Regions from separate parts of the Mus musculus genome. Here region 1 is linked to region 2. A link is a contact called in public Hi-C data. All regions are on one chromosome and are shown on one strand. The core of a region is the stretch at or near the end of the contact, and the rest is flanking DNA. Distances in the headings are between cores, read along the strand shown. Region 1 has its middle 20 kb from the start of C030037D09Rik. Region 2 overlaps Msi2 (musashi RNA-binding protein 2).

Region 1 (7,389 bases), core at 2,781-5,280, 240 kb after region 2:
AGCGGTGGGAGCAAGGAGGGCCCCTCTCCTATCGCTCCTTCCACATCCCCTCCCCCTTCTCCTCTGATAAGGGGGAGAGGCTCCTCCTGTGTATCAACCCACCCTGGCACATGACTTCACTGCAGGACTAGGCGCATCCTCTCCCACCGAGGCCAGACAAGGCAGTTCAGTTAGAGGAACAGGATCTACAGGCAGGCAACAAAGTCAGGAACAGCACCTGCTTCACCTGCCGCCATTCCAGTTGTTGGGGGACTCACATGAACACCAAACTGCACCTCTGCTACATATGTGTGGAGGTAAGGTGACACACATTTTTAATAACAGTACTTGGGAGACAAAGGCAGACAGATCTCTGTGCATTTGAGGCTAGTCTAGTCTACATAGTGACTTATAGGTCAGCCAGAGCCATAGAGTGAGACTCTGTCTCAAAATAGATAGATAGATAGATAGATAGATAGATAGATAGATAGATAGATAGATAAAACAGCCAGGTGTGGTGGCGCACACCGTTAATCCCAGCAGAGGCAGGCAAATTTCTGAGTTCGAGGCCAGCCTGGTCTCCAAAGTGAATTCCAGGAAAGCCAGGGCTATACAGAGAACCTCCCCAAAAAACCCATAATAATAATAATAATAATAATAATAATAATAATAATAATAATAATAACAATAATAAATAAAACAAAAATAAATCTAAACAAAATAAGACAAAAATAAAATTAAACATATACATTCCTAGTCATCATGATTGTCAGTGAAGGTGCTGTACACAGATGTTCACAGCAACACCAACGCCAAACGCCCAGCTGCCCATCAGGACACGAATGGATAAACAAAGGCATATCTGTAGTCTACGCATACAGTGTAATACCATCCCTGCATAAAGAGATGAAGAAATGATACACGCAGCAATGTAGGTAGCTTGTGGACGTTGTGCTAAGTGAAAAAGCCAGAGAAGGGGAACCGTGCAAGAGTCTACCTGTGGGAGGTACCCAGAGGGGTCGAATTCATAATGACAGACGCTAGAATGGCGGTTGTGGAGAGTTTGGGGAAGAGTGGGTTGGGGCGGGGCAGTTGTTTTTTTAATGGATGCTAAAACCAATTCAGTTTGATATAAAAGGGTGGAAACCAAGCCAGCCTGGGCACCATAGGTGTTGATACCTGCAGCATGCTTAGAACAATGTTGGCACATTATAAAGAACTCAGTAAGATGACATTGGCATTCTAAGGTGCTGATCGTCATTATTCCCCACCATCAAAAGGAAGGACAGTTTATATACTGATGCGACAAAAGTGTGGAGAGACATTAGTAAGTGAGGAGAAAGGGGCAAAATACACAGCAATACAAACAACATGCTGGCGTTAGTTTTAAGAAAAAGGATAGACAAAATAATAATAGTAATAATAATAAATAATAATAATAGTATACTAGGGCTGGAGAGATGACTCAGAGGTTGAGAGCACTGTCTGCTCTTCCAGAGGTCCTGAGTTCAATTCCCAGCAACCACGTGGTGGCTCACAACCATCAATAATGAGATCTGGTGCCCTCTTCTGGCCTGCAGGCATGCATGCAGGCAGAACACTGTATGCATAATAAATAAACAAATAAATCTAAAAAGATACACTATATCTATAGAGACAAATGATAGACTCATGTGGCTACATATGTAACTACATGTATCTGCAAGTGTACCATCCCATGTGCCCATGTACTGACCATCCATGGTCAGATCAGTTTGCTGTGAAGTTCAGGGGACAGAATCTCATTGCACTCTGTGTCAACAGCAACTCAGGAATGCAATACAAATGGTGTCCCTGGGTGTTGCCCAATACAGAAGCTCTGCTGACTTAGCGCATGTAGTTAACATCCTTTTGGAGTATACAGCGAGTGGAATAAAATCAGTTGCCTGTGGGCAAACAAGGTAGGGTGGCTCAGGAGTGGGGAGACCCCACACAGTGAAGCTTCAGTGTCCTCTCAACTTAGAACGATGCAAATGTGTAGTGGAATAAGAAGAGTTGGGAAAGAGGTGGATACACATATTTAAAGCTAATATATAAAAATAGCAGTGTGTGTGGAAGAGTTGGGGAAATACAGACAAGTACTGAAAAGTATGGAAGCAAGAACTACAATTACACACAATGCTTTCTTCATCCTGACCCCAACCCCTGGTCTCTGCTTTGCTCTGTGTGCCTGTCTTGAGTACTTTGAAGGTCTGGAGGGGAGGAGGCACAGGTGTGTCCATGTTTTTGACATGTCTGTATGACATTGTCATCTACAAACTTCATGCTTAAGAGCCATGCAATTGGCTGGGTGGCGGTGGTGCATACTTTTAATCCTGGCATTTGGGAGACACAGGCAGGCAGATAAATCTCTGTGAGTTAGAGGCCAGCCTGATTTACAGAGTGAGTTTCAAGACAGTCAGGGCTGTTACACAGAGAAACACTATCTTGAAAAACAAACAAACAAACAAACAGAACCTTGCAATTGAATTACCCAAAAGAGAAAGAAAAATATCTCTCTCTCTCTCTCTCTCTCTCTCTCTCTTTCTCTCTCTCTCTCTCTCTCTCTCTCACACACACACACACACACACACACACACACCCCAGAACCCCTTATAATGTTTGCCTAAGTTTACAGTTTCATCGCAGGCAATACTCATGACTATTTCCAGCTCATGTTAGCCTCCAGGCTACAGGTTAGAAGTGTTACTAACAAACCTGGCCTGACACTTGCTTTGGTCAATAAAACTTTATTGGAACATATAGCCACACTTATTTGGTTATGTACCTAAGTTTCTAGATCCTACTGCAACAGCACCATTTAGTTGTGATAAAGAACCTGTGGTTCTCAAAACTCAAAGTATTGGGCAGGGTGGGCTGCCTCAGACCTGCTCTCCCAAGCCAAGGCAGAGGGATCACCTTGAGTTCAGAGTGTATGAAACACTATAGGCTGATTAGGATCAGCCTGGCCTACATAGTTCCAGGACAGCTAGGGCTACATAGGGAAACAAGAATATTTGCTATTGCATTGTCTGTGGAGAAAATCTACAGATGCTAATATAGAGAAAAGGATAGATTTTTTTGAGTGAGCATGTCAGGCTTAAGTGTGGGTGTGTCTGGGGTCTCAGCACCATTCCTACACAGTTGTAGAAGCTTGATGGTAATGTATATGAAACCCATCCTGCATCTTTTGTGGCTTCTGTTTATTAATTTTTCAGACAGTGTGAAGACCACAGCTATATTTTGATTACTGCTTTCCTTTCATCTAACATTATAGCACAAGTAATTTTCTCCCTTCCTGAAATTATTCATAAGCATTTGCTTTCTCTTTCCTGTTTAGTTTAACTTTTATTCTGGGTTTTATTAACAACTTGGGAAAGTAGAAAGAATAGCATAATAACACATACCTCTTCCATAAAAACTGGTAACATTCGGTCTTAGGGATTTCATCTACTCTGTTGCTGAAGTAGTTTAACAAAATTGCAGATACTATGACATTTTTATTGTAAATGCATCCATATGTATCCCAAGGGATTTTTTTTCATATAACTTGAAATCAATTTTTTTCTTTTTTCTGTCTATCTTACCTATCGATCATCTATCTATCTATCTCTCTATCTTTCCATCTGTCGGGCAACGTCTCACTGTGTAGCTCTGGCTAGCCTGGAACTAATTGTGTAGATCATGTTGGCCTGAAATTCACATAGCTCCACCTGCGTCTGCCTCCCAGGCAGTGGGAATCAAGGCGTTCACCACCATGCCCAGCCAATAACTCCTTGATAACCACCGACACCCACTCTGTGTACTTGTTTCTCAGTTGTTCCCCTTACTTCTTTCACATGATTTCTTTCAAACCAGGGTCTACTCAGGAGCCAGTCACTGCTTCCGAAGATCTCATGTCCTTTTTAAAGCGACATCAATCTGTCACCCTAGTCCCCAGCCAACCCTCTCCAACCCACTTTCTTTGTGTATATCCTTGACCTGTGAATGAGGCAGGCTAGATGGACAGTCTACTAAGTCGCCGAAGGCACCAGGATACGTAAACCCATTTCCTTGATTCTGGATATTTCAGTGGAGTCCTTAGTACAGACAGGGCCACAAAGGACATCTTTCTTAAACTCTCAATTGGCATGAAAATAAATGTATACAATTCTTTATTACAGTTATTAACCTGCCCCTTCTTCCCTTTCTTGGTTTTTTTTTTGTGGGGTGGGGCGTTCGAGACAGGGTTTCTCTATGTAGCCCTGGAACTCACTCTGTAGACCTCGAACTCAGACTCAGAAATCCGCCTGCCTCTGCCGCCCAAGTGCTGGGATTAAAGGCGTGGGCCACACGCCTGGATTCCTTTTTTCTAATTCACAGACTTTTTTTCTAATCCATGAACTGTGGCGTCACCTGCTGCCTTCCTAGGGTCCCTCTGCTTTTCCAGGAACTCAGTTTTGTCACTAAGTAGGGTGGGGACAGCTCTAGGCAAACTAGCTCTTTTGTAGATAGCATCTCTTTCCACAGCCCAGGCTAGCCTCAAGCCCAGAACAATCCTGCCTCGGCCTGGAGTGCTGAGCCTACAGGTGTGAGCCATCTTGCTTGGCTTCAACCTGTCTTCTTTTATTCAGATAGAGTGAGCCTTGTCATACTGTCTCCTCCAGTCGTCCCGCATCTCCTCACCCTGCCAAAATGCTGCCCACCCGGAAGCACCCCCCCTCCTCCAGTGAACATATTCTGGATGATATCTTTCTGTCCCTGGTCCTTCCTGCTTCTGTGCCACTCTGATGATGTCACCGCTGCTGGGTTGTTGTTGTTAGCTGACCATTGTTCTTCCTGTTAAATCCTGGAGAATGGGAACTAATGATCTCAAGTCTGATGCCCACCGGGCCTTACTGACAGGAGAAGCAAACACGTGAGAAATCAGAGGGTTGTGAGGTCAGAGTTAGCCACCCTTATGAGAAAGCTGGGTGGCCCCAGGCATGTCATTGTCCCTTTATAAGCCCCCATCAAAAAGAAAGCAAGACCTACTAATGCAGACCTGGACTCCTAGCTACTAAGGAGGCTGGGCAGGAGGGTAACAAATTCAAGACTTGCCTAAGCTACAGAGTGAGTTCCTGGCCAGCCTGGGCAAATTATAGAGACCCTTTCTAGTTTAGTGGTGAGTGCTTGCTCACACATAGAGAAAGAATAAGATGACAGCCACTTGTTATTAAAAGGAATGTGTGGCCGGGCGTGCTGGCACATGCCTTTAATCCCAGCACTGGGGAGGCAGAGGCAGGCAGATTTCTGAGTTCAAGGCCAGCCTGGTCTACAAAGTGAGTTCCAGGACAGCCAGGGCTACACAGAGAAACCCTGTCTCAAAAAACCAAAAAAAAAAAAAAAAGGAATGTGTGAATTTGTACTTAGAATGACAGGAAACTGAGAAACAGAGACAGGACACCAGTGTTTGTCACAATAAAACCAATGTTGGTTGAACAACACCCCACAGGACTTGTTCACAAATGATAAGAAACAAAAGGGATACAATCTTTTTTTTTTTTTTTTTTTTTTTTTTGGTTTTTCGAGACAGGGTTTCTCTGTGTAGCCCTGGCTCTCCTGGAACTCACTCTGTAGACCAGGCTGGCCTCCAACTCAGAAATTCACCTGCCTCTGCCTCCCAAATGCTGGGATTAAAAGCATGTACCACCACAGCCCAGCCAAGGGATACAATCTTAATTGAAGTAAAAATAATATCCCAAGATGAGCTAAAGACCATCAAAGTGTAAAAATGGAAGCAAATAGCCTCATAAATAAACTAGGTGACATGAAGAAGTGAGGTATTAAAATGTCCCTATCCTCGGATGCAGGATGAAGTATGATGTTCAGTCTTGGGATATCTTCAGGAGTCCCAGGCAAACTGTGAAGCTGGGATGCATTAAGGAGTTCACTGTCTCCGATGCCCAACTCGGTGCTGACAGAGGCCCTTGTTTGTGATGACAGCCTAAACCAGCAGCAGGCCAGTGCCGATCTCTTTGAGAGCCACAGGTAGCTGAGAAAGCAATTTGAAAGGTTAAGATTGCTTTTCAAATACACAGTTAGATTAACCTCCAAAACCAGTATTGAGCTTTCAGTGGGTGCTGTGTGTTGGCACGATATAAATGAAGTCTGTTGAATTGTGAAACGTGAATCTTTTTCTTTGTGTGAGACCAATTTTCATTTCCGGAAACATGGCAGGATCAATACACTTATTGAAAAGTAACTAAATATTCTGGCATCAAAATAAATCCTTCAAGGGCCTCGGAGAATGAATGACTGATGACGTGAGGAAATTGTACCTGGGATCAAGTTGGAGCATTTGCTGAGCCCAGTGAACTTGACCTTTGATGATGATGTCCTCAGAAAAAAAAGTTTGAGAGGTGATCTTCCCACACAGATGTGGAACATCTTAGAGTAAACTTAGAACCTTCAAAAATCACAGTCCCTTAATTTACACTGATGTATGGTGTACACGTGTGTACCTGTGAGTGTGTGTGTGTGTGTGCGCGCACAGAAATTACCTCCAAATAGTCAAACCACAAGCTATCTGTGATGCTTTCGATCAGTTTATGGCAAAAGAAATCTACCCAATGGGTGATCTGGATACCCCAAGGGAGGAGAATGTACCTGGAGTGGCCCTGAGACACGGCAGGAACAAAAGGAGGGCCTTTAAAATAGAGAAAACCAAATTTATCCCAGGCTGCAAAGCATCCCACAACCACAATATCAAGGAAGACTCTCAAAGTTAGATGGCAGAGAGAAAGAAATTAGCTAACCATCCAGCAGAATAAAGCACTTAAGAGCTAAGAGTGGGAGGTGGGAGAGAAGCAGGGGCAAACCTGCAGAATTCTGCAGTGGTAAGATAAGGCACTAGCCACGGGTGCCTAACACGCTTGGAAAAAAATAGACTTCATTCACAGGAGTATACGCAGGAAACCATAGGAATGATCAAGCCGTTTAAAAAAAGAGTCGTAAAAGAACCAGAAAACAAAATAATAATGGAGCAGTGGTGGCGGGGGTGGGGGCTGGGTGGGTGGGGGGTGGGGGAGTGGGGTGGGTGGGGGGTGGGTGGGTAGAGAGGTGGGGGAGTGGGGGGCGGGGGGGGGAAACGGGGAGGGGAGGTGTGGGCGGGGAGGCAGTTGGGAATGGATGGCCCTTCAGTTAAGAGGTTAAGAGCACTTGGCATTCTTCCGGAGGACCCAAGTTCAGTTCCCAGCACCCACATCTGGTGGCTCACAGCTGCCTGGGAGCCTGACATTCTCTCCTGGCCTCCACAGGCACCTGTACTCCTACACATACCCCACACATAGACACATGCCCCTACACATCATTAAAGCCCAGTAAAGAGAGATCCTAGATGATCTCTTAGATCTGTAGGACAGATCTCCTAGA
Region 2 (7,433 bases), core at 1,562-4,061:
TCATTCCTGGAACAAACAGGATGACTTTTACTGAGACAGGACATCAACTTCCAGGGCCCAGCATAGCCTGAGCTCTGGGCTGTCTGCATCCAGCTAGGACAGCAGATGAAGGGGTGGTGCTGCCATGGTGTGTGGCCACGTGAATCACTGTCCAGCCCAAAAGGGAGGGAATGAATGATGAAGTACTCAGAGTGGCTGTCCCTCATCCTAGCACCTGGCGTCCAATATAGCCCTGGCTAACCCGTAGTAGCTGCTCTGAAGGGATAAATTCTCCATTGCAAGTTACTACTAACACATGTTCAAGCCCTGACTTTTCATCTGGTGTCAGGTGGCTTGGCCCCATGACTAATGTATGGTTAAGAGCCACACAATGCCACTCTGACTAGGTGACTAAGGAATGCATTGAGATTAGATACAGAGGCAGGCAGATTTCTGAGTTTGAGGCCAGCCTGGTCTACAGAGTGAGTTCCAGGACAGCTAGGACTACACAGAGAAACCTCGAAAAACCAAAAGAGAGAGAGAGGGATTAGATACCAATGCCTATTGTTCTTCTCTTCAAGGGCACCACTGTAGAAGGTCCTGGCTTCATTTAAGGAAATTTGGATTTGAGGGAGGGAGGCTTTGTCGGGGGGGGGGGGGGTGTTCCCTTCTAGTTTGTTCTCAAGGCATGTAAGATAACTAGTCTTATTATTATTATTTTTGAGTTCCATAACATTTAGATTCAAAACCAGCACACTCGATCTTGGCGACAAGCCATCTGGAGCTAAGGTTGGACATGGCTTCCAAAACTCACAGCCACTTTCAAAGGTCAAAGATTTATCACCACAAGGAGACTCAGAAGAAAGTGCCAGAGTTTGAATCCGAGTTCACAGTTGAACCATTTGAAAACACACAAATGGGAGGCAGGCTCTGTGGAGTAAGTATGTAAAGATCCCTGCTTAGAAGAGGAGGCATTGCATTCATAGGAACAAAGCCCTGGTCTTGATGCTTCTGGATACAGTGCGGGAGGAGTTAAGAAAGGGACTCACATGCGCACCACACGTGGATAAAGAAGAGGCAGAGAAACAACAACAACCTGAAAAATCAATGTAAAAGAATCTTAAATCCAAGGACCTCCTAGATCCCCATCTATGCAAGCAGCTAAGTGAAGTGGGGCTCATCTGTATATCAGGGCTGAGGGGGAGGAGCTAGGAGGATCCCAGCTTTGCTCTCCAGGTGAATTAGCGAACTCTAGGTTCTGTGAGATACCCTGTCTCAAAAATAAAGATGGAGAGAAAGACATTTTTGGTTGACCTCTTCCCTACACACACACACACACACACACACACACACACACACACACACACACACACACACACACACATCTCTTCAATGGGCACAAAAAACAGCTTCCATCTTTGCTTAAATTTAACCAAACGGGCTAAGCACATCCAGATGCAAATATCTTAACATCTCCAGAAAGATAACAAGGCAGACATCTTTTGATTGCATATGCTTTCCAAAGGGCAGGCTTCTTTTTCCTCGATCCCTATGCGATCAGGGAAGACCTCTCAACACAAAATGGCTGCTTGCGGAACATACCCAGGGAACACGGCATCAGTGACAAACCAAAGAGTGTACTTACAGCCTGAGGAAAAAGAGTGTACCCACAGCCTGAGGAAAAAGCACTGTTTATTCACTCTCGAGACATCTGGAACTCGAAAGAGGCCACAAGCTGTCTTTATCACATCTCTGTGCATACAAATACACAACGGAAAATTACAGGTCCCTCTCATCTACCAAATGAGCCATAATGACCCCACAGGTTTCCCTGGGTCCCTAAGTCTCTCCTTTTGGAACATTTATCATGAGAGGGAAGCTTGGGGCAGATGAAAGGCAGGGAGGAGAGTGGGCACCTTTCCCACGGAGGCAGCTCTGATCACGGCTAATTGCCCTGTTGGGGTCCTGTGTGGCCAGACGCAGGTGAGCATGTCTTAAAAGAAAATGTCTCACCTTTGTGAGCCCTGGAGATATGGAAGACCCGTCCACTGTCTTTTGTAAATTCATGCTGGGTAAGTGTGCAGATAAGACCAGTATTACATTATGATGCGTCTTCATGCATGAAAGTCTATTTTTAAAGAGAGTCTGTGGGAGGGTGGCTCCCGAGAGTAGGGCACGGCCAGAGGACCGGGAGGTAGAAAGGAAGGCTGTTTGTAGTTAGAAAAGTCTCTGCCACAGAATAAAACCGTGCCTTCCCCGGAGAGGAAAACTCATTAAAGCCCGTCTTCAGTTCCTACAGAGCACGGTTGTCCCCAGAAGCTGTCTTCTGCCTGCATCGACACCTTGTCCTTCCACCCGATCGCACCTTACACACCAGCTCTTGAATGGCTATGTGACAATCCACCAAGTGGCACAGCCCTGACTTTAGACCATTTACCCCTGCTTACAAAGCCGGGTGCCACCTCCACAGTCATGGACCGCCTGTTTGGGAAATTCAGGCAAGACGCTTCTGGTAGACTAGGAGATGAGTTTATACTGATTAACTTGTTCAGTTAAGTCTGGACGGCCTACCATCCCTCTACCCCCTTTTAGACAGGATCTTATTACTTAGCCCTGGCTGGATGGGAATACACAGAGATCTACCTGCCTCTCTTCCTGAGCGCTGGGAGGGCCCCTCTCCAACTTCCCCGAGCACTCACACTTGCTCTCAATGCTTCCATCATAGGGGTTTTATGCTCTACTCTGAAACTTTCCCTTTATCCCAGTCGTGCTCTTAACACACATAGCTCCAGGCTGTGTCATCCAGCTTGCCCTGTAACCATCATACCCCTCCCTCCCCTGTGGCCACACCTCTTCCGGCAACCATTCCCCTGTAGCCACACCCCTCTCTCTGTCTGAGCTCTGCTCCATCGAAGAACAGCTTCTACAGTCACTCTGTGCTCACCTCTCACTCCCGTCCTTGAATGGGCCCCTTCATTTCTCCGCCATTGCCTATCACATCAATATTCTGGGACCTCAAATTCTCAAGTGTCTTAATATCAAGCTGCACCCCATGCCAACCCACTCCCTTTCCCCCAGGCTCAGAGCTTGACTTCCTGGTATATTCCTCTTCTCTGCAGTTTTACTCTCCATGTGTTCACTGAATAGGAAATTCCAAAAATAAACAACTCACTAGATCTTTGTCCTGTCCTGTCTGGGATGTGAGTTTCCTCTTTGCTTACTGTATACAGATGGCTGAGGCCACCTGCTCAAGCCTGGTAGACATCTTGGTTATCATTTCACCTGCGTGGTTTTATAGTGCTTATGCTCAAAGATCCCTTATGGCCTCCTGGCAGTCTCGAAGCACAAGGGCAGGGAGACTGACACTTAAATACACCAAAAAGAAACTATACAGCACCACTTTTAAGTGAAAAGGTGAAAGTTCTTGATTTAATAATGAACAAAAGGTAGTTGAGTGCTGTCATGAGGGTCCACTTGTTGAAAATTGTGAAGCAGAGAAGGATTCACTCTACTTCTGCAGTTGTATTTTTTTTAAGATTTATTTATTTATTACATGTAATGTACACTGTAGCTGTCTTCAGACCCTCCAGAAGAGGGCGTCAGATCTCGTTACAGATGGTTGTGAGCCACCATGTGGTTGCTGGGATTTGAACTTCGGACCTTCGGAAGAGCAGTCGGGTGCTCTTACCCACTGAGCCATCTCACCAGCCCTGCAGTTGTATCTTAAACTGCAAGAGTTTAGACCACAGGGCCTGATAGCCTGATACGCACTCATCAGGATTGGAAAAGGCAATGAAGAGAGAAAGAGAGAGAGAGAGCATACGGGATATGGATCCATCTTCAGTTCCCATTTTTGGTTTTTTTTTTTTTTTTCCTAATTCTTCTCTCAGACATTGCATCCCAACCAGTTTCCCCTCCCTCCACTCCTCCCAGTTCCCCAGGTTCGGTTTTGTACTGGGAGTCTTGGCATATATTCCTCAAGTATTAGGGAAGACCTGTGTATTCCTTCCTTTGACAGGCCTCCCTCCTGACATGTCCCTCACTTGCTCTGCACTTCTCTGGCTGCTACTGATTCTGTCAGGGTGTAACTGCCTACTTTTCCTCACGGGTCACTGCAAACTTTTCAGGATTCTACTGGCCACAGGGCCCTGTCCAAGTTCACATGACTGGCCTAGCGCAGGTTAGACCAAACTTACCTTCCAGCTTTATATCTCTCTATCCCCACCAAATGCATACCCTATGGTCCATCTACAGCTCAATTGCTCTCCACTCAATCCCCTCTGGCTCCTCCACTTATGGGAAACCTGCCTGAGTCCAACCTCTATAGGGGGGAGAAACAGATAGGAGACCTGATAAATTCAGGCGCTTCCCTTCCCAGGCCTGGCCATGATGGCTGGGCACTTGGCCTTAGGCACCGGCAGGAAAGAGGATGGAAGTGAGAGACAGGAGAGAAGGGGGTCTGTGCAGGGAAGAAGCAAGCCGAGAAGGTAGTACTCTGGTGTCAGCTACCTTTAAAAGTCAAAAATGGAAAGCAGAAACCAAACTGAGGAATCTAGCAAGTTAAAGCTACAGCCAGGGAAGGAAAGAACGCTGAATTAAAACCACTCTGGCCCCAGCACCTCCCTGTACAAGTCCTACAGCTTCTGCCTACTCTAACCTTGCCCTAGACCAATGGATCCGTGGCATTCTTGGATAGACAAAAGGCAGCTCTAGGTCTGGAGAATTGGCTCATCAGGTAAAGTGCTTGTCCCTAGCACCCATGTGACAGGGCAGCCCAGCGACAATCAACACTCGGGAGACAGAAACATCCGATCCCTAGAAGCCGCTCAGGGAGAACAACTGAATCAGAAGGCTCTGGGTTCAAGGGAGAGACCCCACCGCAACAGAACAACGAGGTGGAGAGCAAGCAAGGAAGACGCTTGATGTCAACCTCTGGCTCATGTGTGTGCATGTCACACACACACACACACACACACACACACACACACACACACACACACATTCAACCAATAACCAAAAAACAAAAAAGGAAACTCTGGGGACTGCCCACTTCCTTGGACTCTAAGATCCAGGATCTTACGGGACAGTGACCTTGGGGTAGTTGACACATGTGTGCTGTTAGTCTATCAAAAAGGGCCATGCAAACATTTTTACTTTTTAATGCATGCATTACATATGCATAGCAGAAGCGACTGAAGAGAAGGAGAAAATACCAGTTATTTTTTTTTTTTATAAATTTTCGTTTTTGCTTCCCACACCTTTTCTTAGTACTGTGTGCACAAGAGAGATAACATCTTTAATTTTTAAAAGGAGCTATGCAGGGGATAATATGGTGAGGGACATTTATTAATTTGCAACTCTTTGTACCTCAATTATGGAGACTTCATCCCCAGGAATACACTGCTCCTGCCCAGCTGAATGCAAAGGAATTCCCAGTCAGCCCTCTTTGGTTCCTTGGACTCACATCAGTCTCTAAGCCACCCCTGAACTGTGATTTATATGACAGCTTGGGAAAAGCCAATTGGGGACAATCAATGAACAGACAGAGACAGGCCTGGTGAACGTGCATGAATTAAAAGCAAAACTCCATTGTAATAGGAACAAGATTCTAATCACTACACCTAATTACAAAGAGGAGTAAATCACGGGGAAAAAATTAAGTGTCTCATACAGAACAAACAAAGCAATTAGTCATAAACAGAAGCCCAGGGTCTGGTGAACAGGCTGGAACCCAGACCCGAACCTAGCTATACATCTGCTCCCAGGGCTGCATCAGCATCACGGAGGGTGGATGGCACCTCAGCTAAGGAAGAATGGGTGACAGGCCCCCGATGTATGCACACTGTGCAGTCTCTTCAAAACCTTCTAACCCTAGCAACAAAATCCCTGCACCAGGTATAGGTGCAAACCTTCCTGGATGACAAAGCCGTTACTGACTTAATGGGAAAGCCGCCTCTAGTCACACCCCTTGGTTGTTAATGACAAAATAATCAAAGGAGTGAATTCTTATTGCACCGGACGAGTTATCCGATTCACATATCACATTATGCCCTTGAGGGAGGCACTATCATCACCGTCTGCATCTATAAACAAGGAAATTCAGATCCTGAAGGCAGAGCATTTTGGCTTCGGACACCCTGTGTGTGAGGGGCAGGGTCTGGGTTTAAAGGCAGTCCCATGAGACCCCCATTTTGCTGTGTGCTACTTCATGTTTAGAGAGTCTGGAGGCTACTCACCCACCAGTGCACTCTCTGGGTAAGATATAGTGGACTGTATTTAGATTTTCTATAATGCAATACCTTTATAAGGAATGTATTAATTTTTATAATAAGAGAATAAAGAATTCAAAAGTGAAAAAAAAAAAGGCAGTGGCGGACTTCCAAGTTCAGGCCCCTAAACTCGGTGCCATGTTCCTTATAGAATGGGAAAGGTGAGTGGCGTCTACACCGCGCCCAAATATCGTGAAGAAGTAAGTGCTGAGGTTGCAAGGCCTGATGTACACTAGACATTCCCAAAACGCCTTTTTCTTCTATGCTCCCTTTCTGTGTCTTCCTCCTAGGGAGCTATGGGAAGACACCAGAGCCACAATGACCTCTCTCTGTGCCTGTACTCTGCATCTGTCTGCAGTCCTTGTGAGTGCTGAGTGGCTGCAAACATAAAAGACTACTTGCTTTGGACAAGTCTAGCTCAGGCACTCAGGTCCCTACAGCAAAGACGGCTGCTGATGTCTTTGGTGGGGGCTGCTCCTTCAGATTAAGCCCTCCCCCAGGGGCCAACTCAGTGGTCAAGGGCTCTGGTCTCCAGGGTCACAGAGAATGGACTCCACATGTGATATGTCAGAACCCCACAGTGACCTTGGGCAAGCAACAGAAGGAGGCACTTACCGCCCTGAGCCCCAGACAGCGGCATGCTCTTTAGATGGGAATGAAATGAGTTGATGTCTATAAACAGGTACACATGGAAACTTGCCAAACGGTAGCTTCTGATGCTGCCGCCTCGTGACTAGTTACAGTTGTTCAATTTATATAAAGGCCACTGAGTGCCCTCACTCTTGGAACTGACTGGGCAGGGTGCTAGGCTTAACTCTGCTCGTCACATACTGCTGTATACCTATGTAGGTCCTTCCTCAATAGGCAGAAAGGCTACCAAGGGCCCACTTGCTTCTCTCCCAAGAGGCCATCTGCCCAACCTCTTCCTCCCCCAAGTCCACCCCACCTAGCTCCTCCCATTGTACTCCTATGGTATTTGGGAAAACAAAGGCCCAACTCCTCTCGCATCTTGCCAAAAACAGAGATCTCGGCATAGAACCGCCTGTCCAGAAGGTTACATGCCTTGTTTTCCCCTTCAGGACACTTGTAGGGGTCTAGAGCCAAGGTCTGGGTTCAGAGAACCTTCTGAGGGATCTCTAGGAAAATTCTATATGTCTCTATAGACAAGGTTTTCTCTTGTCTATA

What was found. A called contact is a pair of places that touch in the nucleus more often than the background predicts.
Region 1: a contact with region 2 is called in a Hi-C map of embryonic stem cells, with 4 times the contacts expected there. The contact joins two enhancer-like sites. A contact is called at or near these places in 1 of 15 datasets of contacts at CTCF or cohesin (large pre-B cells), 27 of 484 Hi-C or Micro-C datasets (B cells, the C10 cell line, CD4 T cells and 15 more) and 8 of 115 datasets of contacts at active chromatin or transcription factors (differentiating embryonic stem cells, embryonic basal ganglia, embryonic midbrain and 3 more).

What each region holds. Positions count from the first base shown.
Region 1 is chr11:88,735,356-88,742,744 of GRCm38.p6, forward strand. No RefSeq gene overlaps it. Among named protein-coding and RNA genes, the nearest start is that of C030037D09Rik, 20 kb to the left of the region's middle. Within about 2 kb of position 4,031, at least 9 of the 459 cell types and tissues checked have an H3K27ac peak or open chromatin away from gene starts, as enhancers often do. A contact at or near this core is called in embryonic stem cells, where this site is marked.
Region 2 is chr11:88,495,855-88,503,287 of GRCm38.p6, forward strand. All of the region lies in intron 6 of Msi2 (musashi RNA-binding protein 2), which reads right to left. Among named protein-coding and RNA genes, the nearest start is that of 0610039H22Rik, 120 kb to the right of the region's middle. Within about 2 kb of position 2,812, at least 58 of the 459 cell types and tissues checked have an H3K27ac peak or open chromatin away from gene starts, as enhancers often do. A contact at or near this core is called in embryonic stem cells, where this site is marked.